3 separate regions of the Mus musculus genome follow, and regions 1 and 3 are each linked to region 2. A link is a contact called in public promoter capture Hi-C data. All regions are on one chromosome and are shown on one strand. Each heading gives the region's core, a stretch centred on a gene start, on an enhancer-like site or on the middle of the called end of the contact. The rest is flanking DNA. Distances are from core to core; before and after follow the strand shown.

The links. Promoter capture Hi-C pulls out the DNA fragments that hold promoters and counts their contacts.
Region 1: a contact with region 2 is called in a promoter capture Hi-C map of liver, with 4 times the contacts expected there. The contact joins the promoter of Aifm3 here to the promoter of 4930588K23Rik in region 2. A contact is called at or near these places in 3 of 39 promoter capture datasets (hippocampal neurons and liver).
Region 3: a contact with region 2 is called in a promoter capture Hi-C map of pre-B cells, with 4 times the contacts expected there. The contact joins the promoter of Olfr171 here to the promoter of 4930588K23Rik in region 2. A contact is called at or near these places in 2 of 39 promoter capture datasets (the C10 cell line and pre-B cells).

What each region holds. Positions count from the first base shown.
Region 1 is chr16:17,489,620-17,493,941 of GRCm38.p6, forward strand. Aifm3 (apoptosis-inducing factor, mitochondrion-associated 3) reads left to right here and starts at 2,302. Exons shown (of 20, transcript NM_001291070.1): 1 at 2,302-2,484. The coding sequence starts at 2,454.
Region 2 is chr16:18,605,087-18,609,632 of GRCm38.p6, forward strand. It overlaps 4930588K23Rik (a long non-coding RNA gene), which reads left to right and starts at 1,576. Exons shown (of 2, transcript XR_384719.3): 1 at 1,576-1,637; 2 at 2,745-4,546. RefSeq lists an enhancer at 1-1,537.
Region 3 is chr16:19,623,154-19,627,501 of GRCm38.p6, forward strand. It overlaps Olfr171 (olfactory receptor 171), which reads right to left and starts at 1,948. Exons shown (of 1, transcript NM_146958.2): 1 at 1,004-1,948. The coding sequence starts at 1,948. The coding sequence ends at 1,004.

The DNA.
Region 1 (4,322 bases), core at 1,052-3,551, 1.1 Mb before region 2:
TGCAGGCCGGCCGCAGCCCGGAGCGGATCCCGCCCGCCCGCCCGCGGCCACCAAGCCAGGTGAGCGCGCCTGTCCCTGTCCCGCACGCGCCCCGGGACAGCTCGCTCGCGGATTTCTACCCTGGTGGCAGAGTGAGGCACTCAGGAGGCTGCAGCGACCCCGGTCCTTGCTGCTGCTCCCCAGCACCCCTTTCGGCTCCCTGGAGCCCTCCCTACCTTGTGCTGGTCGGTTGGTTGGCTGCTGCTTCCAGCGAGGGAGCCGCAAAGAAGCCGGTAAGGGTGCTGGAAAAGGTTTCCGAGCCCAAGGAAACTGCACGTGCCAAGGCAGGGAGAGTGGACAGTAAGTTGGCGTTAGGGCCCCCGACAGGTGAATCACAAGCTGAGGCGCTCCGAGGCAGCAGTCTCCAGGGCCCCTGACGCCACCTAGGGCCTAGGATAAGCTGGGGGTTGGGAGTTGGGGGGACGGCCTCTCACTCAACACACACCAGGAGCGAAGAGTGGGACCTGGCATGGAAAAAGAAACAAGCTTCCTGCTGGCCTGCACCCAGGGGGGTCCCGGAGCCATGCGGAACCCTCTGTGAGGTGGGGGTAACTCAGAACCTGCTTCAGGTTGCTGGAGTTCCTGGGACATGGAGTGTCCACCCGATGTGTTTGTGCAGCGGGGCAGTGTTAGAACTTTTCTGGGCAACAAAATGCAGAGGTCTCTCCCCACAGGCCCAAGAAACTTTGTCTTTGAGTTGGAATCCCTGGCTCTAAGCTGGCCTTAGCACATCATAGGTGGAAGGCATGGTCCCCACCAAATCTCCCGCTAAGCCTGAGGCCCCAAGAATAAACTCCCGGAAAGGGAGGGACCCCAGATCCAAAAGCCAGTCTAGTCTGTTTGTACGATCTCAGCCCCAACAGGTGAGGGCTGAAACCAGACCGGAAAGAGGTGGGCAACGCTGAGACATGGGTGAAACCAGGACCTCTGAAAGGGTTCTCTGGTTCCCAGGAAGGGAGCTAGAGGGGCAGTTAGCAACTGAGTTTTATCCCTTGAGTTGTCTCCTCTTGCCCCGACAAGGGCCTTGGGTTCCTCACCTGTAATTTGCTTCGAAGGTCAGAAGCTAGCAGTGGCTGGTCCTTTCCCATTCTGTATTTCCTTCTTGACATGGGGACTGGGCTAACCTAGTGACTCCCAGCACGGTTCAGTGCAGGCTTCAGGAAGAATTTCCAGGTGACCCAGAGCCGACTGTTGGGTAGAATTTGGACAGATCAGTTGTAAACAGGGTAGTTACACCTTTGTCTTGAGCCTTCCAAAGTCCACATCTTCTAGAAGGCCCACCTATGGCCACAAGGACACAATGGCCACAGTGATCTGTTTACCAGGTAGTCTTGCTCTCCCGTTTGGAGCCTTAGAGTGACCTGAGCACGTCCCAAGGCCTTGCTTATCTTAGGATTTATTAGGGTGAGGAGTGGGGAAGACCACACAGATGCCCCTAACTGCTGCTTGACCTTGGTGAGACCTTGGACCCCAGTCTTTCTATCTTCTTCAGCACTGCACAGCCGCCTGAGGGGTGGGGAAACTTATGGCTGCTGGGCTGCTGGGCATGGGGCAGAGGCAGAGCTGTGCGCTTGGTTTCCCTCTTCCCCCAACCCCATCAGTCCTGGGCTGGCTGCCCGCTTTTTTCCCCACAGAGCTGGGTTTCCCTGGGGACCAGTGGCTTGGCCTAGCCCCACACCCACAGCCCCCTCCTGGCCACAACTCATGCTAGAAGGCGGGCTGGACCCTCCAGGACACTGGCCTTCCGTGCCCTGCTGACCAAGGCCCAGTAGTCTCTCTCCATTGCTGGGCTGGGAGCAAGGAGCAGTGACTCCCATGGAAAGAGGTAGGTGACTAGAGGTTGCTAGTCAGGGCAGTGGCCAAGGCTGGGCTGGGACCCTTGTCACTCTCAGTGGAAGAAGAAGGATTCTGGGGACTCTGGTTGTCAGGGTTTTCTGTAGACGTGGTGGTCTTATCTAGGGAAATGGAGAGTCTCAGAGTCTCCAGACTTGTGGGATTTAGAAAAGGGGAATCTAGGGCTAGGTCTATGTAGTCGCAGGTTTATGGGCAGTAGCAGATATTAGAGCACAGAGGGTCTCCAACAAAGGATGCAGTAAGGGGAATCTGAGGTTCCTATGCCTAGAAGCCTCAAAGGGAGACAGATGCCCTACAAACAAGATCTGCCCTCCTCATGTAAGACTCTTCCAGGATTCCTCAAAGATGCCTCTGACTCTACCCAGACCTGCATCAGTGCTAGGACCCAATTTCCCATCTCCCCTGCAGGTCCTAAAGCTGTCTAGCTGGCATGGCAGCTCTAGCGTCTCTGAGGGCCACAGGGGGTCCAGTCCTGCAGGGCACATCCTAGACCTTGGACAGCTGGACAGCCTGCCATCGTGCTCCCACCAGCCAGGCCAGATCCCAGGCCACCGTTCACCATGGGCGGCTGCTTCTCCAAGCCCAAGCCAGGTACCTCCCCTTCTCTGACAGCCTCCCCCTCCCTCTGTACTTCACCAACCTCCAAAGTAGGTCAGGCTAGGCAGGAGCCCAGAATGCTAATGCACTGCAGGCAAGAAGGGTAAAAACCTAGGAAAGCTCTCCTGGACTCCTCTCCTGTAGCATCCCCCTTTTTATTTGGGACTTTGGGTGTTAGTGGTGGGGACAACAGCTGATCCTTCTTAGAAAGTTGAGTCTAGAAGGTTCCTCTTATGCTGCGCAGAGCTAAGGGCTACTTCTCCATTCTGGAGAAGAGAGGCTTTGGGGGATGTTCTTAGCCACAGTGTAACCTCTTTGAGTCTCAATTTCCCTCTCTATAAAATAGAACTGGACACTGCCCTCTTAGGGTGACTGACAGGGTATCATGGACAGGTCCCTACTCTTATCATCCTGTGACATATCAGACATCATCTTGGCTTCTCTGGGCCTCATCTCCTGTTTTGTGTTTTTGTTTGGGTTTTTGTCTTTTGAGACAAGATCTCACTATGTAGACCAGGCTGGTCTCATACTCACACAGATCCTCCTGCCTGTGCCTTGCAAGTGCTAGGATCAAAGGCATGTACCACTCTTCTGTTTTCTCCATGTATATAGGAAATCTTGCCTAGCCCTAGAAACTCCAGCCAGGGGTAGGATCATTCCAAGGTACTACAGTACTTAGGATCTACCCTGCCAGGGGACTCATGTCTTTGGGTTTCTCCCTCAGTCTGCACATTCCTTCTACCCTAGTCGTAACATCCAGAAAGCAGAACCTGTAGCCATGACAGGGATGCAGAAACTGAGGACTTCAGAGCCCAGTGAGTGCTCCACCCACCCAACTTGCCCTGGCTGGCTCACTCTGCCAGCTTGCTCAGCTCTCCTTACCTGATACCCATCAGCTCGGTTACCTTGGGACTCATAAGACTTTTCTTCCTTTCTTGGGTCTGAGGTAGGACTTGGGGGAGAAAGCGGAGCTGTGACCCACCCACTGGCAGTATTGGTGAAGATTGTCCATCCTCGCCTGAGTCTGTGCCAGATCCTACAGCCTCTGCCATAGGTGCCCACTGTCTTTGTCTCAGTTTCTTCATAGAGTGGGCAGGAATGTGCCTGCAAGATCCCATGGGAGTCCCATACTGGGCACCTGAGGGACTGCTTGGCTGGCAGGACATGGTGGGGACAAGATGCCACTCAGTCTCAATGAGCTGGCCTAATCAGGGACCCCTGACTCAGCACTTCAGATCTGGAGCTAGCCATTATCCCCTGACCTGAATCTTGTCAGTTTGCTTTTGTAATTTTTTTTTTTAAGATAAGATTTCATCTAGCCCAGGCTGGCCCCAGACTCACTATGGGGTTGAAAATGATCTTAACTTAGCAGCCTCCTATCCCCCTCACTGGTGCTAGAACTGCAGGAGTGTACAATTATGATCACTTTTACTTAGTACTGGAGATAGAACCCAAAGCTTTGGGAATGCCAGGCAAACATTCTTCCAGTTATGATGTTTGGTTTTTTTAAAAAAATTTTTAAAGACTTATTTATTTTATGTATTTTATGTATGTGAGTACATTTTGCTCTCCTCAGAAGAGGGCATCAGATCCCATTACAGATAGTTGTGAGCACCACGAGGTTGCTGGGATTTGAACTCAGGACCTCTGGAAGAGCAGTCAGTGCTCTTAACCACTGAGGTATCTCTCCAGCCCTGTTTTTTAAATTTTTATTTTTATCATTTAAATTTTGTGTGTGTGTGCGTGTGTGTGCTCGCGTGTGTGTGTGTGTGCGTGCATGCGTGTGTGTGTGTGTGTGTGTGTGTGTGTGTGTGTGCGTGCGTGCGTGTGTG
Region 2 (4,546 bases), core at 326-2,825:
ATGTCCACTCTCAGACAGCATCCTGGACTCTGGGTCTTGTCAGGGCTTGCCTCCCAAGTCCAGCACATGCCCATCCATGTCTTCAGCTCCACGTCTCCCCAGCACGGGCCTTCTCTCCTCTTGTCTGTAGCTCAGACCATCAAATACACTGAAAATCACCCCTCGGATCTGGAAAAAAAAACAGAACCTTCCTGATTTCTAAGTGTGCCAAGACCCTGGCTCAGTGATGACAGCCACAGGGGCAGAGACGGAGGCAGCCTGAAGCACAGCAGGGTCTAGAGGTCTCAACTGCCTCTTCAGGAGCAGATGCAGATGGCAAGAGCAGGCTGAGGCAAGAGTCACTCAGTGTGCCCTAGACTGCTCTGAAGGGTTTCTTTATTTAGTAACGGGTGTTTGTCCAGTCTCTATAATGTACCTAGCCCTATACTCACCACGTGACTGAATGCCAAAATTGAGCCTTAGGAAGGAGCCACAGGGACTGTGGTCTGAGAAGAATCTTGAAGAGTTGGTCCTGTTTGTCTAGCTTCAGCAACCTTCTGACATCTCTTGAACAGCCCTGTGATGAGCAGATCCCTCCTAAGAGATGAACTGGGGAGCGATAGCCCAGCCGTGCCTGCTTTCCAGGGAGCTATCCTGAAGAAGAGTGAGCAGGGGGCTTGGCACAGCTAGACAGGGACTGACAGGTAGTCAGTCCCTCTCACTAGGCTCCTGGGACCCCAAAAGGAGGAACCCCAGCTCCTGGCCCTGCCCATACAGGCCTGGGTAGGGGCTGTGGTATGAGCTTGTTTGTTCTTCGGCCCGTCTTTCCAGTTTGGAGTCTGGGTGTACAAGTGGGGCCAGGGGCCTAGACACAAGGGAAGGGGCTCTGACAGGGTGTGGATGGGGAAGGGCGGGGCCAGGTGCTGCGCTTGCCTGCTACCCTCACCTACCACTCTGAGCTATCTGTTTCCCAGTGGTGCCCTGGATGCAGGGTCTCTGGAAGGGCCCCGGGTCTGGGAACCCTCTGACCTTAGGAGTCCTAATTAATTCAGTCTCCTCTGCTTGGTGTCTGTGGAGTTCTTGGCCTCTGTGTTCCTCTGAAGGGGACCAAGAGGGTCCCACTTTCTCCTCCTGGACCCCCAAGTCCTATACTCTGTGTTTTCTTCCCACCCCAACTACAACTTCCTAAGTACCTCTCTTACTTCCAACAGCATCCTGCCCTTTACTAAATATATGTGGAGAAACCAAGGCCCAAAGAATGAAAGATGTGGAGGAAGGAGGTGTCAGGGGCAGCTCTGGCTGCTGGAGACACTCTGGCTATGAGACACCTGGGGCTCTGGAGGAGTAAGCTCCTGTGGGCATTTTCCTGGCTCCAGATTGTCAGAGGTATGACTGCAGACACCACCACGAAGTTCTGGCCTGTGAAAAATTCAAGGCCCTGTGTAATTGGCTGGACCAGAGACTATGAACAGCATCTGTCCCCAGGGAAGGGAACAGGGCAGCAGAGGCTGATGTGAGTGCTGCTCCCACCTTCCTGCCAGTGACCCTTCCACCAATTTCAGAACTGGGAACCCCGAGGCCCAGAGGCCCTGCACAGTATGCAACCTCACAGCAAGGCAATGATGGTGGCAGGCCTGTCCTGTCTAAGGAACACAGAGGTGAGGGAATCCCCTTGACATAGGATGACAGTGTAGCCATGGTCAAGCTTGGCAGGTTGTGAAAATGGTAAAAGGAGGGCAGTAGAGCTGGCAAGTGATAGCCCCAGGTCAGTGGTGATTTCTGCCAGGCTTGTGAGGAAGTTTTCAGACTGACCAGGAGCCCCACAGGCAGGTACCAATGCTAGGATTCTCTCCAGGGTGTGCTCTGCTCTACCTCAGCCATCCAGAGCCCTGTCCTGTCTGCAGGTAATGGGTCAGAGCAGAGAGTTAAGGTGAGAATACAGCTAGATTGGCTTGTGGTCCCAGAAAGACTGCCCTTTCTTTCTGGGCCTTAGTTTCTCCATCTATAAGATAGTGAAAATTGCCCAAGAAGAGCTGTGACAGGCTCATGACTTAAGGGTAAGATTGTGAGCAAGCTCTGCCGATCAAGAAAACCAGATCTGCCGGGCGTGGTGGCATACGTCTTTAATCCCAGCACTCGGGAGGCAGAGTCAGGTGGATTTCTGAGTTCAAGGCCAGCCTGGTCTACAAAGTGAATTCCAGGACAGCCGAGTTCCAGGACAGCCAGGGCTACACAGAGAAACCCTGTCTAAAAAAAAAAAAAAAAGAAAAGAAAAGAAAACTAGATCTGAGGACTGTGGTCTGGGATAGCTGAACCTGCTAGTACAGTCCACCCTAAAAGAACCCCCAGAGTAGCCTTCCTCTCTTGGTGTGCCCTTGCATTCATGGCTGGACCAGTCCTGGAACATACTTTAAGATTAGGTCCTTTCTGGCCATGGTGGCGCACGCTTTTTAATCCCAGAGTTCCAGAGGCAGAAGCAGGAGGAGATCTGTGAGTTCCAGGTCAGCCTGGCCTACATAGTGAGACCCTTTCTCAAACAAACAAACAAACAAACAAACAAACAAACAAACAAACAAACAAAGTTAGACTCTTAGGTTTTGACTGCCCCAGCACAACTCCAGCTGCCTTGCCATGCACTGCCCTCCTCCAGTATGTTATGTTCTAACCTTTCAAGGCTGACTGGAGGGAAGGTGAACTGGGGTCAGGGGAGGGAGGGGACAGAAGTTTGGAGCCAAGACAAAGCTTCATGGCCCTCTCTTACCCAGGCCATGACAGGAAGAATCCTGCCCCGTGTTTCTGTCACTATGGATCAGGAAGCAGCACACAGATCACCACTTTCATGTCTGTAACCCCAATAGACATCACCAGTGGATCTCAGATCTCTTTCTTTACTGGATGGAAAGGCTCGGCTTAAGTTCCTCGGCTCAAAACCAGACCCTGGACATGGACGTGCTCACCCAGATGGTGCCTAGGTAGGGCAGCTGCTTGTTTATTTGGTCCTGGTCTGGAATGGATTCAAGACTTCTGATGGTCTTACCTGAGCGTGGAGACCTGGGAGAGGGACCGTCAGGTTGCAAGCCCCACAGGTCTCCTTCCCCTGTGCTCAAGGAGTGTCTTGCAGGGAGTGTCCGTAACTCCCTGCTGTCAGAAACTACCACCCAGGGAACAGAGCAGCAGGTGGGGGTCTGCTCTTCTGTGCTGGCCCTGCCCCCATGAGGCTGAATGGGCGCCTTGGTGCAGCTCCGGGGGCCCCAGAAACATTTGCTTTAAGTCTTAAAATATCAGGTTCCCGAATGGCGGGACTTCCCTGGGGGCTGGCAGCAGGCAGGAGGGATTTTGAGAGTAAGATTCCCTCTGGCTCCGCCCCATTGGCTCCGCCCCATTGGCCTCCACTGAAGCCAGGCAAATGTTGTGGGTAAGCCAACAGGGCTCCGACTGGGCTCCCATTCTCCTGCTGGAGGGAGCCTCCTACTCACTCGTCCATCTCAGCTTCTCGGATGCCCCTCTGTCCTCTTCACAATGTGTGCCCTGGTGGAGGCCGGGCCCTGACAGCTTCCGTACCAAGCTTCATAGCCAAAGCTTGATTCTACAGGACCCAATAACATCTTCAGCTAAAGACGATTTAGATGAAGTGCTGTGTACCCTAAGCCTGTGTGCAGCCTTCTTTCAGACCAGAGAAACTAGGAAGAAATGACACCAGGTTAATATGGAGCTTAGTACTCCCAGTGGCTTTCAAGCAATAGGTATAATTGCACAGGGTCTTGAAGGGTGAGTAGGAGTTTCCAGATGGCTCAGGTGGGGAGGCTCATTGGCTCAAAGATCTGGGTGGTACAAGCTGGTACCTGGTTCTTGGACTAGAAGGGAGACTCTGTGGGTACAGACAGGGACAGAGGGATGTTCGATCCACTTCTTAGAACATATAGGAGCTTGGCACGGGTGCCACCTGAGGATGCAATTGAGAGCTATTAGAGATTCAGGTATTAAAAGCAGGGAGACCTTCTGCACACAATCTGGGGGGCGGGTAAGAGAGTCTCCCCAACAGCTTGTTCTGTCCCTTAGCATGAAAGCAACTTCCTCCTACTCCTGATGCCCCAGGGACCACTGCCAGGAGGAAGGCACAGCCCCCACACATCCCCACTCCCTCTCAGACAGACCACCAGCCTTGGCCCTAGGGACTCTCTTCCATGCAGAGCGGGAATTGGAGCCAGGCTGCAACAGCTGGGTCCACTCCTGCCCACCCCCCCAGGCCTACCACTTTCATTCCCAGGCCCCCAGCCCAAGCCATTCCCAGGCTGTATCTGTCCCCAAACACACTGCTTGGGATGTGGTCCGACCAGGCTTCCAGAAGACCACCAGTCAGGGTGTTGCCTTCCTCTGGCTCCCAGGATGCAGAGTCTTAGGTTGGCAGGGTTTCTTAGGCTTGTTGTCACCAGGGTAAGCTATAAAGAACAGAGGTCCCCTAGGGGACTCAACAGCTCCCCCAGAAATAGCAAGAGGGAGGGACTGAGGGAAAAGGAGCGGGAGGGAGAGGGGAAGGGAGAGAGAATATATCATTCAAGGTATACAA
Region 3 (4,348 bases), core at 698-3,197, 1.0 Mb after region 2:
AAAGACAGCAAGAGAGGTATGTGAGAGGGTTTGAAAGAAGAAAAGGAAAGAGAAAACTAGTGAAGTTATATAATGAACAAATATTTAAGTAAAAGTAAATAAATAAAAATGAGTTGAAAAATATTTAAAAATTTAAGGATCTAAAACAAATTGGTGAATGTCCACCAATTATATCTTTATATTATGTATTCTCATTTTATCATAGGTTATTTATTGATAGTTGCTCAAAATATTAGATGTGACATGTGTTGCATGTACCCTGGACAGCTCCCCCCTTCCCCAACTTTACCTGCTTTTGGGGGTGGGGAGAGAGAGACAGTGGAGTTGGCACAGAGCCAACAACACAGACTCTGGGAGCAGGTGAGAAATGTTACAGAAAGCTCATCTGAGCACTACCTCAAGCTCCTTTAATACCCTCCACCCACACCTCCATTGGTTTGAACAAAATATCTATTCTAAACAGCAGTTCCTGATTGGCTGGCATTATTTGTACCAATGATCCTTGTTCTCTGAGGCAGTCCTCAACTGATCCTCCTGCAGGAATGCTGGTATCACAGGCAGCCCTCAATAAGAAACTCCTGCAGAGGATCCTTTTGCAGCTACAGGGCCCCCAGCATTTACTAGAGGCATCTCTGCTGTTCCTGCTACAGATATGATTAAACATTTACCAATTAAAATATAGCTGTCTATTTTGTTGCAATTACTAAAATTAATTAATCAATTTTAATAGAAAAAAATTTTCCTTTGCATTAGTTTAGAAAATTGCTACAGTGGTTGGAACACATAATTCCAAAATATTTTCTATAAATACATTAAAAACATTTTGTCTTCTTAGATAATGTATATTGTTGCCTTACTACAGCACAGCAAGACTTTATCGTGGGCTTCTCTATACAGACATAAACACATACCTGGGTACAATTACTCATTACTCTGAAGTAAATATGTGAAACAAGCTTAAGAATGTGAGTCTACAAAACACAAAAATGAGGCATTTTTCTATTCATTCTTTATTCAGAATATTACTTTGGACTATGTTTTTCAAAGCCATGAGGACATCTTTATTCCGAAAGCTATAGATTATGGGGTTGAGTGTGGGTGTCAGGATGGTGTAGAATATTGCCAGAAACTTATCCTGCCCTGGAGTGTGGTATGAGCGAGGTCTCATATATGTGAAAATGAATGGCCCGTAGTACATTATGACAACTACCATGTGGAATAAACAGGTGGAAAAGGACTTTTGCCGGGCCCCTGATGAGTGCATTTGGAATACAGTGAGGAGAATTTGCACATAAGATATAGAGATCATGGAAAATGGGATCAGCAGAAAAATAATGCCACTCACATAAACGCCTCGTTCATAGTGTGTTGTGTCTATACATGACAACTTCAACATGGCAGGGACTTCGCAGAAAAAGTGATCAATGGCCCTTGAGTGGCAGAAGGGAAAGTGTAGTACAAAAGCTGTGTGGACTATGGAGTTGAGGATCCCCACCAGCCAGGAGCCTGCAGCCAGGAGCCCACTGAAGTTATCCCTCATCAGCACAGGGTAGCGAAGTGGGTGGCAGATGGCCACATATCGATCATAGGACATGACTGCCAAGAGAAGGCACTCACCACCTAGCAAGGTAAGAGAGAGAAATATCTGGAAGGCACAGCCTGCAAAGGAAATAGTTCTGCTGCCTGAGAGGAAGTCAGCAATCATTTTAGGAACAATGTTGGAAATGTGCAAGATATCCATGAAGGAGAGATGACTGAGCAGGAAATACATTGGGGTATGGAGTCGAGAATCCCTGTGGATTAGGAGGATCATGAGGGCATTTTCTGTTATAGTCATAATAAAAATGAAAAATATAACTGAGAAAAAAGTTAAGCTTATCTTTGAAGAGGAGAACAGTCCCAAAAGGATGAAGTCGCTGTTAAAAGTGTAGTTCTCACGTTCCATCATATTTCCTCCTATTTTACCTACAAAGAGATGGTTATTTAATTATGAAAAAGTTTTTAAATCTTGGACTTACTCATAAGTTTAAGAAAATTAGTAGATACGTAATTTGTGTTCACCATCAAATGTCTCATAGAGGATTTCAGAGTGGATGTGTTGTATGAATATATATACATATACATATATATATGTATATATATATATGTATATATATGTATGTATATTTTGTTGTGGCTCTAACAGATTTTAGTATCTAGTGTGGAATGTAGCTCTTTATATTTTAAATGTCATAACTGCACCTATTACATATGCCTTACTTTAGTCAGTCATTTATTGAGTAAAGCTTTCACAATTCCACACACTGTGTAAACTCCACTAGGGATTCCTTTGGGTGGGACTCTCTCTAGGACCTAGGCATTGTAAAATCATTCATTAATTAACTATTTGAAACACAGACTTTCCTACTCTTTTGCACTCACATCCTCCTTGAGATCTTGAGTGAAGAGAAATGATATCTGGTTATGAAAGGAAGGAAGGAATAATAATGACAGCATGAATTGTGTGGGTCATTTCATGTTGAGCTTAATTAACACAATAGAAAAAAACTGCCTGAAGTAAGTTATAGAAACGTTCAATACTTCTTTCAAATGACTCCATGACTAAACATCAGTGTGCCTTTTTGTTTCTGATAGACAGACAGACAGACAGACAGATGGAGAGACAGATACAGACACAGAGTGGCAAAACAAAGATGGAGGCAGAGATTCTATATATACTTAAAAAGTTCCTTTTCATGAAATGTTTGTTAAAATTCTTAACTTTCACAGTTCTTTATTGACCCTGCTAATCTGCACAGGTGGATTAGCTGATTTTTACCTGAGAATCCACTTACAGGACTCACTTTGAGTCAGGCTGTGAATAGCTCATTACTGAGTAATGTTCCACTTAATTCACTTTTAAGTTACTTTCTAGTTTTAGGCACAGCTATATATCAACATCTTATAAACTATATAAGCTTTACTGCGTTCTATCATTTGCCTTTATTTCATTTAGTTACTAATATGTATGTGCACACTTTCATATGTCCACATGATGTGGGGAACAGAAGGGGCTGGAAAACCAGATCTTTAGAGTCAGTTATCTCTTTCTATGTCTTAAAAATTATATTTGGCATTATAATATAATTATATTATTTCCCCCTTCCTTTTCCTACCTCCAAAACCCTCCTTAATCTTTTTCAAATCTAATCAATGACTTCTTTTTTTAAATAATTGTAGTTTTGTGGAGGCAAGGGTCTAATAATAAATATAATGTTCTATGTCTGGATACATGTATGTTTGTCTTCAGAGATTATCACTTAGAATTGGGTAACTAGTGAGCTCTTCCCTGAAAGAGACTATTTCTCCAGCTCTCAGTATTCCTTATTTGCCTGTTTATGTAGGGCTGAGGGCTCCTGGGCTTTGCCCTGTCCACAGTAGCATGCTGGTTGGTGCTGTCACTCCCTGTATATTAAGTGGGTTTGGGGTTCCTTAGAGAAAAAAGAATTCAACATATTGTATGAAAATTTCTGGGGCAGTTTCACACTAAGATATACACATGGATATATGCTTATAAAAGCAAACTGGCACTCCTGAGTTAGCTAGTAAGCTGATTACAAATTCATTTTCCAACAACTGATTTGTTTGTTTGTGTTGTGTTTGTGTGGTGTATGTATGTGTGGGGCAGTGGGTGCCCTTTTACAACTCTAGTTATATTCAATCATTGCAGAGTGACCTACACTTTTTACTGACAGCCAGATTTAATAAGATCATACATTTCACAGTGTTATCAAATTCATAATGCCAGACGCTGAGCTATTACAATAAATTCCATCTAATAGCCTTCCCCCAACAAAGCCATGACTGAGTATTTATAGCTCTAGAGCTCATAGATTCAGAATGTTGTCATTCTGTACAACCTAGAAAAACTCCAAATCTTGTTACCTCTCTCCTATTAATAAATCAGACCTATATACAAATCACACTTCTATAAGCTCTGCCTTTGTAAACAGTTTTCATGTAATATGTCCTCTCAGATCTTATGAACTATGTGTAGACATGGTGATTCTAAATTTGTATTCCTCACTCTCTTCTTTCAATTGAACAAATGTCGATTAATTCAGTACCATGTGTGTATTCCTGAGCTATTCATTTTTCCTGAAGCCTGTAAAATAACTGATAGTGTTCTCCAGTTATATTCATGAGGGTGAAAGCGAAAATAGCATATCTTTATCATTTTCCCTTTTATAGATTTGAGCACCTTGTTATGAACAGTTTCAACAGGAAGATTGCAGGAGCAGAAATATGGGAGTTTACTCTGCCTTCAAATGAGTACATTCTCGTTCACAAGACTTCCTCCAGGTTGCCA